Linked DNA regions of Mus musculus: all the other regions are linked to region 2. The links are chromatin contacts, called in public HiChIP or PLAC-seq and promoter capture Hi-C maps. All regions are on one chromosome and are shown on one strand. Each heading gives the region's core, a stretch centred on a gene start, on an enhancer-like site or on the middle of the called end of the contact. The rest is flanking DNA. Distances are from core to core; before and after follow the strand shown.

Region 1 (2,771 bases), core at 70-2,569, 360 kb after region 2:
ACTTCATTCGGTTGTTGTTTTATGTCGAGACAGAGGCTCACTCCCTGTAGAGCCCTGTCAGGTTTTGACCTTCCTTCTCCTTCCCCAGCCTCCCGACTGCCAGGTTTCAGGTGGGCACCACCACGTCCCCTTTTTAATCTAGTTCCTGACTGCCAGCCTTAAAGCTGAGACCCTTTTTGCACAGCTCCTCCTCCTCAGAGGTATTGCTTCCTGCACAGAGCTTTCTTTAGTGTGAAAATGATTGCTAGCCCACAGAGTTGAACATTATCATTCAGACTCAGGCTCAGTTTCAGTCCTGTTTGTCATTCTGGGAAAGGGAAACTTAGAATTCTATTTGTTAGATACAATTCATTACATGTGCGTGTGCGTGTGCGTGTGTGTGTGTGTGTGTGTGTGTGTGTTACTGGAGATCAGACCCAGGGCCTTATAAATGGTAGATAAGCACTCTTCCACCGAGCTACAAGCCCAGCCTTTAATTTACTGCATTAAGAAAATATGAGCTGGATTGGTGACTCATCCCTTTAATCCCAGCCCTCGGGAAGCAGTGGCACGAGGAGCCCCATGAGTTTGAGGCCAGTCTAGTCAACATAGTAACGTCTAGGCCAGCCAAGACTTTATAGTGAGACCTTACTCTTCTCTGTAGAAATGTCTAGGCCTCTATTTACATAAAATATGATTTCTATGCTTTGATAATTAGCTACAATATTAGTAACTTCAAGAAGAAAATGTATTCTAGCAAACACCTTTTTCAAAGATAGGACTTGCCAAAACAGTGTGCTCTAAAAATAAGTCAATGATCTAAGAAATCTTAATTATTTCCTTAATTAAGTCGTTACTCAATGACCCATTCATCAAAGTCTTTGTGCTAATGCTCACTTTAACGTAGCTTCTCAACCTGCTCTCCCAGGCTCCTTGCTGAGATGAGACTGTTCGCCAATCCTGATTTTCTGTCATTCCCCTCCTCAGTAAATACGGTGTATTCTGCTGCCTGGATGTTTCTTTATCCATACCATTCATAGCCTCATTGAAAGGATCCTCCGGTCAATAATTCACATAAATCCCTAAGAGTACCTGCTTAAAATCCTCACACCCATTACCATCACTTACAATACAGCGATCATGCAGGCATCGCCCGCCCTCCACCATATCGCCAGCGCTCCACCACCTCGCCCTTGTCTGCCCCTCTAAACTGATCTGCCGTTGTCCCATAACATTTAGCTTAAGTTCTTCCCTGGCCCATGCCCTGCTCTTGCTGTACTGTTTGTCCACTCCTAAGGCAGTAGATTCCTGTGCCCCCACCCCCAAAGCTCAGCCAGTGACTCATTTCCTTTGTGAATTCTTTCAGTTAATATCACTCCTCCACACTTCTGGTGTGGCAGCTTCTATCACACCACCATTTGAAAGGGATTCTCCCTTTGCCCAAGAATAAGACTGACCCTCCATCCAATGGAAACTTGAGAGAACTGTCCTGTCAACCCTCGTCGCTAGAGTCAATCTGGGCAGAAAGAAAGAATTCTTTCCTGGAGTCTGATGTTGTCTGCAGTGCACTTCAGTGGCTGCCCCCGAGCCCAGTCTGTCCACTTGGCATCTTATTGGCTTGCAGTGGATGTTTTCCTAAGCATCTCTGACAAACTAAAAAGCACATGCCTGAGAACAACGTGAGAGATACTTCTGGGGAGGGACATGCCCCAGGGAGCAGCTCAGCAATACATCTCTTTGCTAAGGCAGCAGCTTCTCTTGTCCTGAGCTGATGGCCACCTTTGGCCCATACAGGTGATGCTGAGCAGGATATGCAGGTGTGAAAGAAGGCTAAGAACAGCTCTTGGGGTGTGCGGGAAGGTTGTGCAGAGCCTCCTGTTAATCTGCCTCCATGGTTCCCTAGGCTGGGGTATTTGGAGCTGGTTACCAGCTAATGTCTGCTCTCCATAATTTAAAACTTTTTATTTGAAAAGTATCCCCCACCCCCCAAAAAAGCTGAAGAGATGGCTTGACAGTTTAAGGTATATACTGCCCAGGGAGAATATGTAAAAGGCCTGCTATCATGACTTAAACCAAAACAACTGAAGAGCCATCCCAGGTCCAGGGTTCTTCAGGGTACAGCCAAGTCAATGGAAGGGTTATGTTTAGCATCTCCCTCTGGTCCGTCAGCTTCCTTCCTTTTCTTCCATGGCCATTGATCCCAGGAACAATTCTGCCTTGCTAAACTCTTATCTCAGAGTCTCTTTCCAAAGCAACCAGAGCTGTAACATAACAGTGCCGGTGTATAGTGCCAGGTTACCATTAACCACCTGTTGATCTGAGATGGCATGACACTTAGAGATCCCGTAAACTTTAGTCAGATATCAGGAATATGCTTGAGAAAGTTGGACAAAATGTTAGATAATAGAGAAATCCCCAGATACATGTGCAACTTGCCCATTAAAGGACATTTGACTGCTTCCTGGGGTTTCAGACATCCTAGTGCCGATCTGCATGAGTCTAGGAGCACAGAAGTGGGTTTTGCCATTCCTCTGAAAAAGGCTTGCCCTTTTATATTAGTATAATTAAGCAAATGTAGTGATTAGTCTTTTCCAATATCGAGCTTTTAATTCCTTCTCAGTGGCTAGGGCCCAGTTAGAGGCTTTCTTGAGTGCAGAACTGTTCTTGCCTGTGTCTGTATGTTGGTAGCAGAAGCAGATATTCTGGAGCTCTGCTTGTACTGCACACAACTCAGTGTTGTTTGGGCTGGACCTGTTTTCCTACTCAGAGCCCCTCTCCCTCAGCCCCGCCAA
Region 2 (3,105 bases), core at 355-2,854:
AAAACTAGCTTCCACATGCCATGTCACTGCTTTTATAGAGATAATTGCTGGACCACAAACACAAATGTGTAGCTTGGCATTTCATGAATCAAAGTAACAGGCAATCTACAATCTAAAACATGTAGATAAGCCTATCATTTCAAGGCACTAATTTGTATATGGATGTAACCGTAATCTTGGTATTGTCTTAGTAGCATGAGAAAGATAACACTCCCTGCCTTGCCTTGGAGTAGCATCTAAGAATACTCATGTCAGGAGCTTAGGGTAGTTTCCTGGCAGTATCTCAGTAGGTTTCTCCGAGGTACTCTGAGAGTGCCTAACGTCATTCACACATCCAGCTACCACTAGGGCGAGAAGTAAATAAACACTATTTATTTATGCAATTATTTATCACAGAATCCTGGTCAAGAACGCAAAGGTAAACTCATACGGACTTACCCAACGTAAACAACATGCTAAATAGAATTAAGATTCACCCTTAACTAACCACTACGGAAATCAGAGGCCTCCTACACACGCTGGTTTTTACTACCACACTTGACTTTAAAAAGTAGTAATGTCAACTCAACATTTTAGCAGTACAGAAAACGACAGAAGCTCCAAGAACCTCTTTCCAGATTCTCAAAGGATGTCTGTAAGAGCTCAAGTAGAGAGAGCAACGCCCCCCTAATGCACCCTACAAGAATGAAATACCAAAAACATTACGTGGGCCCACAAGAAGGTTCGAAAAGGCAATCTAACTTAATTAGCTATCGGGTCCACGGGGTCAGAGACTGGGAACGTGAGATGGGGTTGGGGGTGGGTAGCAAAGTGAAATCTAACCCCAGAAATCACAACACAGGCCGCAGCCTAAGAGCTGAAGCTGGCGGGAAGTGAGCTCCCTGGCCGTTCCCTGGGGAAAGTCCAAGCCAGAGCAGCTTCCACGACAGTGGACGTACAAGGCGCCAACAGTGCATGCCTACGGACGTTGCTGGAACCGCTGAGGGCTCGGCTAGAGAAGGGGAGGAGATCCCGGCAGACGGCCCTGAGAGAGGACTGAGCTTCGGAGCAACGGCAGCGTCTGGACCAAGGGAATTACCTTCACTGTGACGACAGAAAAGTGTCTTCGGGCTCCGGCGATGGTCCCGACTGCGCAATAGGTGGTGTCTTTCCCGCTTATCCCTCAGCAGCAACAGAACCAGCTCCTTCAGCCAGTCGCCATTTCCCGCCTACCGACCTGCTGCACCGCACGGACAGGGACCCGGATGGAAAGCGGCCTCCCTGCGCAGGCGCTCTGGCTCCCTCCTCCCCCGCCCGCCCCGATCCGGAGAGGCGGGAGGGAAGGAATGCGGGAGGCCTGGGCGGCAGCGGGGGAGGGGAAACCAACTTTTACTACCGTGAAGAGGCTGAAGTTTCTGCCGCCTTAGGGAACTCACCAGAGCGAATTCCTGACCAAAAGAAAAACAAGAAACAACAACAACAAAAAACAATGAAAAAAAAATGAGCTTAGGGCCCGAGGAGTTAGACTGGACTCAGCCTCCGATGGGGCTCGGAGCGTGGGGGACGTTTGTACTTCGGGGGCCTCCGTAGCGGGCTGCGGGGTGGTCGCAGGGGGAGTAGGGAGGAAAGCGTTAGCAGCGGAGGCGGGGACGCCGGGGGCGGTTTTCCCTCCCGCCGCTAACGGAACCGCCTAGAGCCGGGCGACAAGGAGAGCGCGCCCTGGCCTGGGAGGCGGGGTTTAAGAACGCGCCGCGCACCCAGCGGCCAGGGTTAGCGACTAGGCGGCGGTGGGTGGAGCCGGCGGGAAGGGGCGGTGCTAACGGCTTGGCGCGCTGGAGCGGGAGCCAGTGCCTTGCGCTCCCGATGGCCAGACCCAGCCTGGTCCCGGTGCTTTCGGAGGTTCGCGGAGTGTCCCCGAGGTTCTCTTCCTAGGTCACTTTGCTAGCGGGAGCCCCTGTTGCCCTTGGACCTATGAAGGAGACTCTTAACCCTTCCCTTCCTCGCGATGTGGGCAGTGATCCTGTACGCTTAAAACTCGAGTCTTTCAAATGGGTTTTCACACACGACTGTGGGCTCCATCTAGAATCTGGATGATTCTTAATCTTCTTGATGCTGAAACGCTTTTAATAGAGTTCCTCATGTATGATGACCCCACCAACCATAAAATTATCTTTGTTGTTACTTCATGGCTGTAATTTTGCTAGTGTCATGAATCGGAATGCAAATATGTTTTCCCATGATCTTATTCAACCTGTGGTTTGACCTCTTAAGGGTTGCAACCCACAAGTTGAGAAACACTGGTCTAGATAGCACTTTTGACTGAAATTCCAAGCTGATCTCATTATTCTATAAGAAATGCTGATTGAGACAGGAGAGGCTTGGACGCCAGTCTGAAGAGAACAATCCTAGGGTTTGCAGAAAAGAGCTTGATCCACGAGTTCGGAAGTCCTGATTCCTGCCTGTCAGCTCTTCTACTTCAGTCCTGAGCACAGTCAACATGCCTAGGGGTCAAAAGAGTAAGAGCCGCTCCCGTGCTAAACGACAGCAGTCACGCAGGGAGGTTCAAGTAGTTCAGCCCACTGCAGAGGAAGCAGGGTCTTCTCCTGTTGACCTGAGTGCTGGGTCCAGCTTCCCTGGTGGTTCTGCTCCTCAGGGTGTGAAAAACCCTGGATCTTTTGGTGCAGGTGTATCCTGCACAGGCTCTGGTATAGGTGGTAGAAATGCTACTGTCCTGCCTGATACAAAAAGTTCAGATGGCACCCAGGCAGGGACTTCCATTCAGCACACACTGAAAGATCCTATCATGAGGAAGGCTAGTGTGCTGATAGAATTCCTGCTAGATAAATTTAAGATGAAAGAAGCAGTTACAAGAAGTGAAATGCTGGCAGTAGTTAACAAGAAGTATAAGGAGCAATTCCCTGAGATCCTCAGGAGAACTTCTGCACGCCTAGAATTGGTCTTTGGTCTTGAGTTGAAGGAAATTGATCCCAGCACTCATTCCTATTTGCTGGTGGGCAAACTGGGTCTTTCCACTGAGGGAAGTTTGAGTAGTAACTGGGGGTTGCCTAGGACAGGTCTCCTAATGTCTGTCCTAGGTGTGATCTTCATGAAGGGTAACCGTGCCAC
Region 3 (2,807 bases), core at 238-2,737, 340 kb before region 2:
GAAAAGGTCTTCTCAGACTTATAACAATGTAGTTCAGGACCTGGAGGCTGGGAGCTTGGAAATTTCTCTTGCTTGCTACACGTTTGAATCTTCTGTGAAACTCTCTTGAGTCTTTAACTCAACACAGTAAGAAAAGCACAGAAGTCCCCATTCTCTTGATCATGGTTCAAAGCACAGGACAGAGGGGCTAAGGCATTCAGAGACCAGAGACGGGGGGGGGGGCTGGCCGCACCCGAAGGCTAGACTTAATTCCAAATATACTGGGCTGATTCCCACTGCTGCTGCAGCTTCCAAAAGAAGCCAGCTGGAGTCTCTTCCCGGGATGTCCTGGACCAAGGAACCTCTTCCTCGGAAGAGTCGCTTACTGCACCAGACTTCTAAATTTGCATCTGCTGATCCTCGGAGAATCTTCCTTAGTCTCTTCTGTCCTGAGTCTCCAAGAAACTCTCTCCATATCGCACTATTACCCCCACGAAATCGGCTTCTTCTAGAATCCCTCTAGGGAGAACTTTGAATACCCCCTTACCGAGTGCCCACGGATTCCAGGCAAGATGAACAGGAAGCTAGCAGCCAAAGACAAGAACACCAGGATAACAATGAGCAGCGGTACGCTGAAGCTGGCGGCATGCCTGGGCTGGGGGTAAAAGGGTAGCACCCCGTCCCACGCAGTCATCCTGCAAGAAGTTCGAGAACTGTTCGCAGGCAGCGAGCTGGGATGAGTGATAAAAAGTCCGAGCCCTGCGGCTCTCCTAAGAAGCGCAGAGGCGTGATCTCCCGAAACTCTTTCCTGGCCCTGCGACTTCACGCAGTGTTCACAAAGAAACGCAGACCCCCTCCTTTTATAGGAGCGTGGGCAGCAAGCAGGGGCGGCGTCCAAACCAGGTAGCAGGGTCCTGTCTGGTTGAGGTCATGCAAACGAAGGGGCGGAGACATGCAAATAACTGAAATCCTGTCCTTAACTCGACCGCAAACCTCTGATTCACACATTCACACCTGCTAGCGGTGGCGCGAGCGACACCTGCTAGGCAGGACGAAGAGCGAAGGGTGAACGGGCATCCAGGAAGGGTGAAGATTCTCGGAGCTGCTCCCAGGAGCGGAGCAGGAAACAAAATCTCCAAGACCACGGAAGACTGTTGAACCGGACCGGATCCCTTACACCAGAGGTTGGGTCTCCTAGCTCCTTTCTCCCCTTTGAACGTAATTCATCCTAGATGAGGATGAGGTTGGCTGCGCGTCCCTAGCTCTCAGTTCATTAGCCTCTCTCCCTTTTCTATCCCCCTCCTGGAGAAGCAGTACTTGGGAAATTGGGCTGAGAGGACTAGGTTTTAGAACAAACCCCATAGACAGTCCCGCTGCGCTCCTGACCAGGGTGTTAATGTGCTTGAGATCAGCATCAGACAGGGTTAGGGTGGCAGACGGTCTTAATGCCAGAAAGCGCGTCGTGAAGATGTGGGACCTGAGTAGTACCTCTCTGCTCCTCTCCCAGTACCAGCCGTGGGAGTGTGCGCTCTTGACACACTACCCCCCACCGCCGGGATCAAGGACAGCATGCTTCCAACAAGTCCCAAGACTCTAGTTCTCCTGGGCGCTCTGCTGACTGGACCCCTGGGCCCAGCAGGTACGTAGTAGGGGCCTCTTGCTGAAGGGGCTAGCCAGTGTCCCACAGGAGTGTGGAAAGAGAAGGGAAGGCAGATGGCGCCTGGAAGCTGGAAGGGTTGAGCCATCTCTTATTGAGCTATTGAGTTGGAAGACTTCTGACCGCCTCGGCTCAGCGGCCAAAGGATTGGAGATGGCGTTCATTGGCAGGAGTTAGCCAGCTGAGGAAGGAGCCTAAAGCCCATCGGGTCATTCAGGGCATTCTGGAAGGTTAATGTTAAGTGGGAGGCTTTCTGCTCCCACAGGTGGCCAGGACGCACCCTCACTGCCCTGGGAAGTGCAGCGCTACGACGGCTGGTTTAATAATCTGAAGTACCACCAGCGCGGTGCGGCTGGTAAGCCCCGGGCTCTGTAGGGAGGGCGTGCAGTTGGAGTGTGGGGAGAGGAGCCGGGGCGGCCTGCGGGATTGCATTCTCACCACATTCTTATCCATTCCTGGGGGTAGGAAATGGGAGGGGGCATGTGGGGCTTCTTGGGGACCCAGAGCGTTGATCCAGATCAACTCTCTGCGCTCCAGGCTCGCGGCTGCGTCGCCTAATACCGGCTAATTATGCTGACGGTGTTTATCAGGCTCTGGAAGAGCCGCTACTGCCCAACCCTCGCCGGCTAAGCGATGCTGTCGCTAAGGGCAAAGCAGGGCTGCCCTCGGTCCACAACCGCACAGTGCTGGGGGTCTTCTTTGGTGAGTATAGGAACAGGAAACCAGGGTGGATCTGGAGCTTGCTGAGTGTCCAGGGAAAGGACCACCGCAACTTGCAGAAAAAAGAACTTTCCAAGAAGTGCTTCTGTTATCATCTTTGAGGGTTTGGGTGTGATGCGGGGATCTTTCTCTTACTTTACTTCAAACCAACACGTACATTGGGTCCCCACTAGAACTCTCAGAAACTTATGCCCTGACCACTGCTGTCCTCAAGACTCTCATGACTGCCACACAGAGGTGAAGGGAGCTTGTTTTCAAATCGTATCCGCCTCCCCCCCTCCCACCCCCGAAACGATATTGGCATGTTCACAAGGGGATGCTACGTTTTGTTTGCATCTTAGAAGATCAAGTCTGGCGGGGGGGGGGGGATAAGCTGAAGAGACAGCGTTGAAGCTTGTGCTCTGGCCTCTGTGTCCTGATAATTCAGAGGCTCTCCTAAGGAGAGCGGGAC

What was found. HiChIP or PLAC-seq counts read pairs in DNA pulled down with a chosen protein or histone mark. Capture Hi-C pulls out chosen DNA fragments and counts their contacts.
Region 1: a contact with region 2 is called in a FOXA1 HiChIP or PLAC-seq map of pancreatic cancer cells. The contact joins the enhancer-like site here to the promoter of Mageb3 in region 2. A contact is called at or near these places in 4 of 39 promoter capture datasets (the 3T3-L1 cell line, the HPC-7 cell line, HPC-7-derived erythroid cells and 2 more), 6 of 115 datasets of contacts at active chromatin or transcription factors (effector CD8 T cells, embryonic forebrain, embryonic limb bud and 3 more) and 2 of 9 other capture datasets (adipose tissue and pancreatic islet).
Region 3: a promoter capture Hi-C map of adipose tissue shows a contact between it and region 2. The contact joins the promoter of Duox2 here to the promoter of Mageb3 in region 2. A contact is called at or near these places in 1 of 484 Hi-C or Micro-C datasets (embryonic stem cells), 1 of 115 datasets of contacts at active chromatin or transcription factors (bone marrow-derived macrophages) and 2 of 9 other capture datasets (adipose tissue and liver).

Annotation. Positions count from the first base shown.
Region 1 is chr2:121,599,484-121,602,254 of GRCm38.p6, reverse strand. The region is part of intron 1 of Frmd5 (FERM domain containing 5); the gene reads left to right. Among named protein-coding and RNA genes, the nearest start is that of Wdr76, 94 kb to the right of the region's middle. Within about 2 kb of position 1,319, at least 38 of the 459 cell types and tissues checked have an H3K27ac peak or open chromatin away from gene starts, as enhancers often do. A contact at or near this core is called in pancreatic cancer cells, where this site is marked.
Region 2 is chr2:121,954,591-121,957,695 of GRCm38.p6, reverse strand. Mageb3 (melanoma antigen, family B, 3) reads left to right here and starts at 1,604. Exons shown (of 1, transcript NM_008545.2): 1 at 1,604-3,105. The coding sequence starts at 2,477. It overlaps Ctdspl2 (CTD (carboxy-terminal domain, RNA polymerase II, polypeptide A) small phosphatase like 2), which reads right to left and starts at 1,695. Exons shown (of 13, transcript NM_212450.4): 1 at 1,079-1,695.
Region 3 is chr2:122,296,907-122,299,713 of GRCm38.p6, reverse strand. Duox2 (dual oxidase 2) reads left to right here and starts at 1,487. Exons shown (of 33, transcript NM_001362755.1): 1 at 1,487-1,618; 2 at 1,902-1,991; 3 at 2,174-2,338. The coding sequence starts at 1,549. It overlaps Duoxa2 (dual oxidase maturation factor 2), which reads right to left and starts at 814. Exons shown (of 6, transcript NM_025777.2): 1 at 527-814. The coding sequence starts at 673.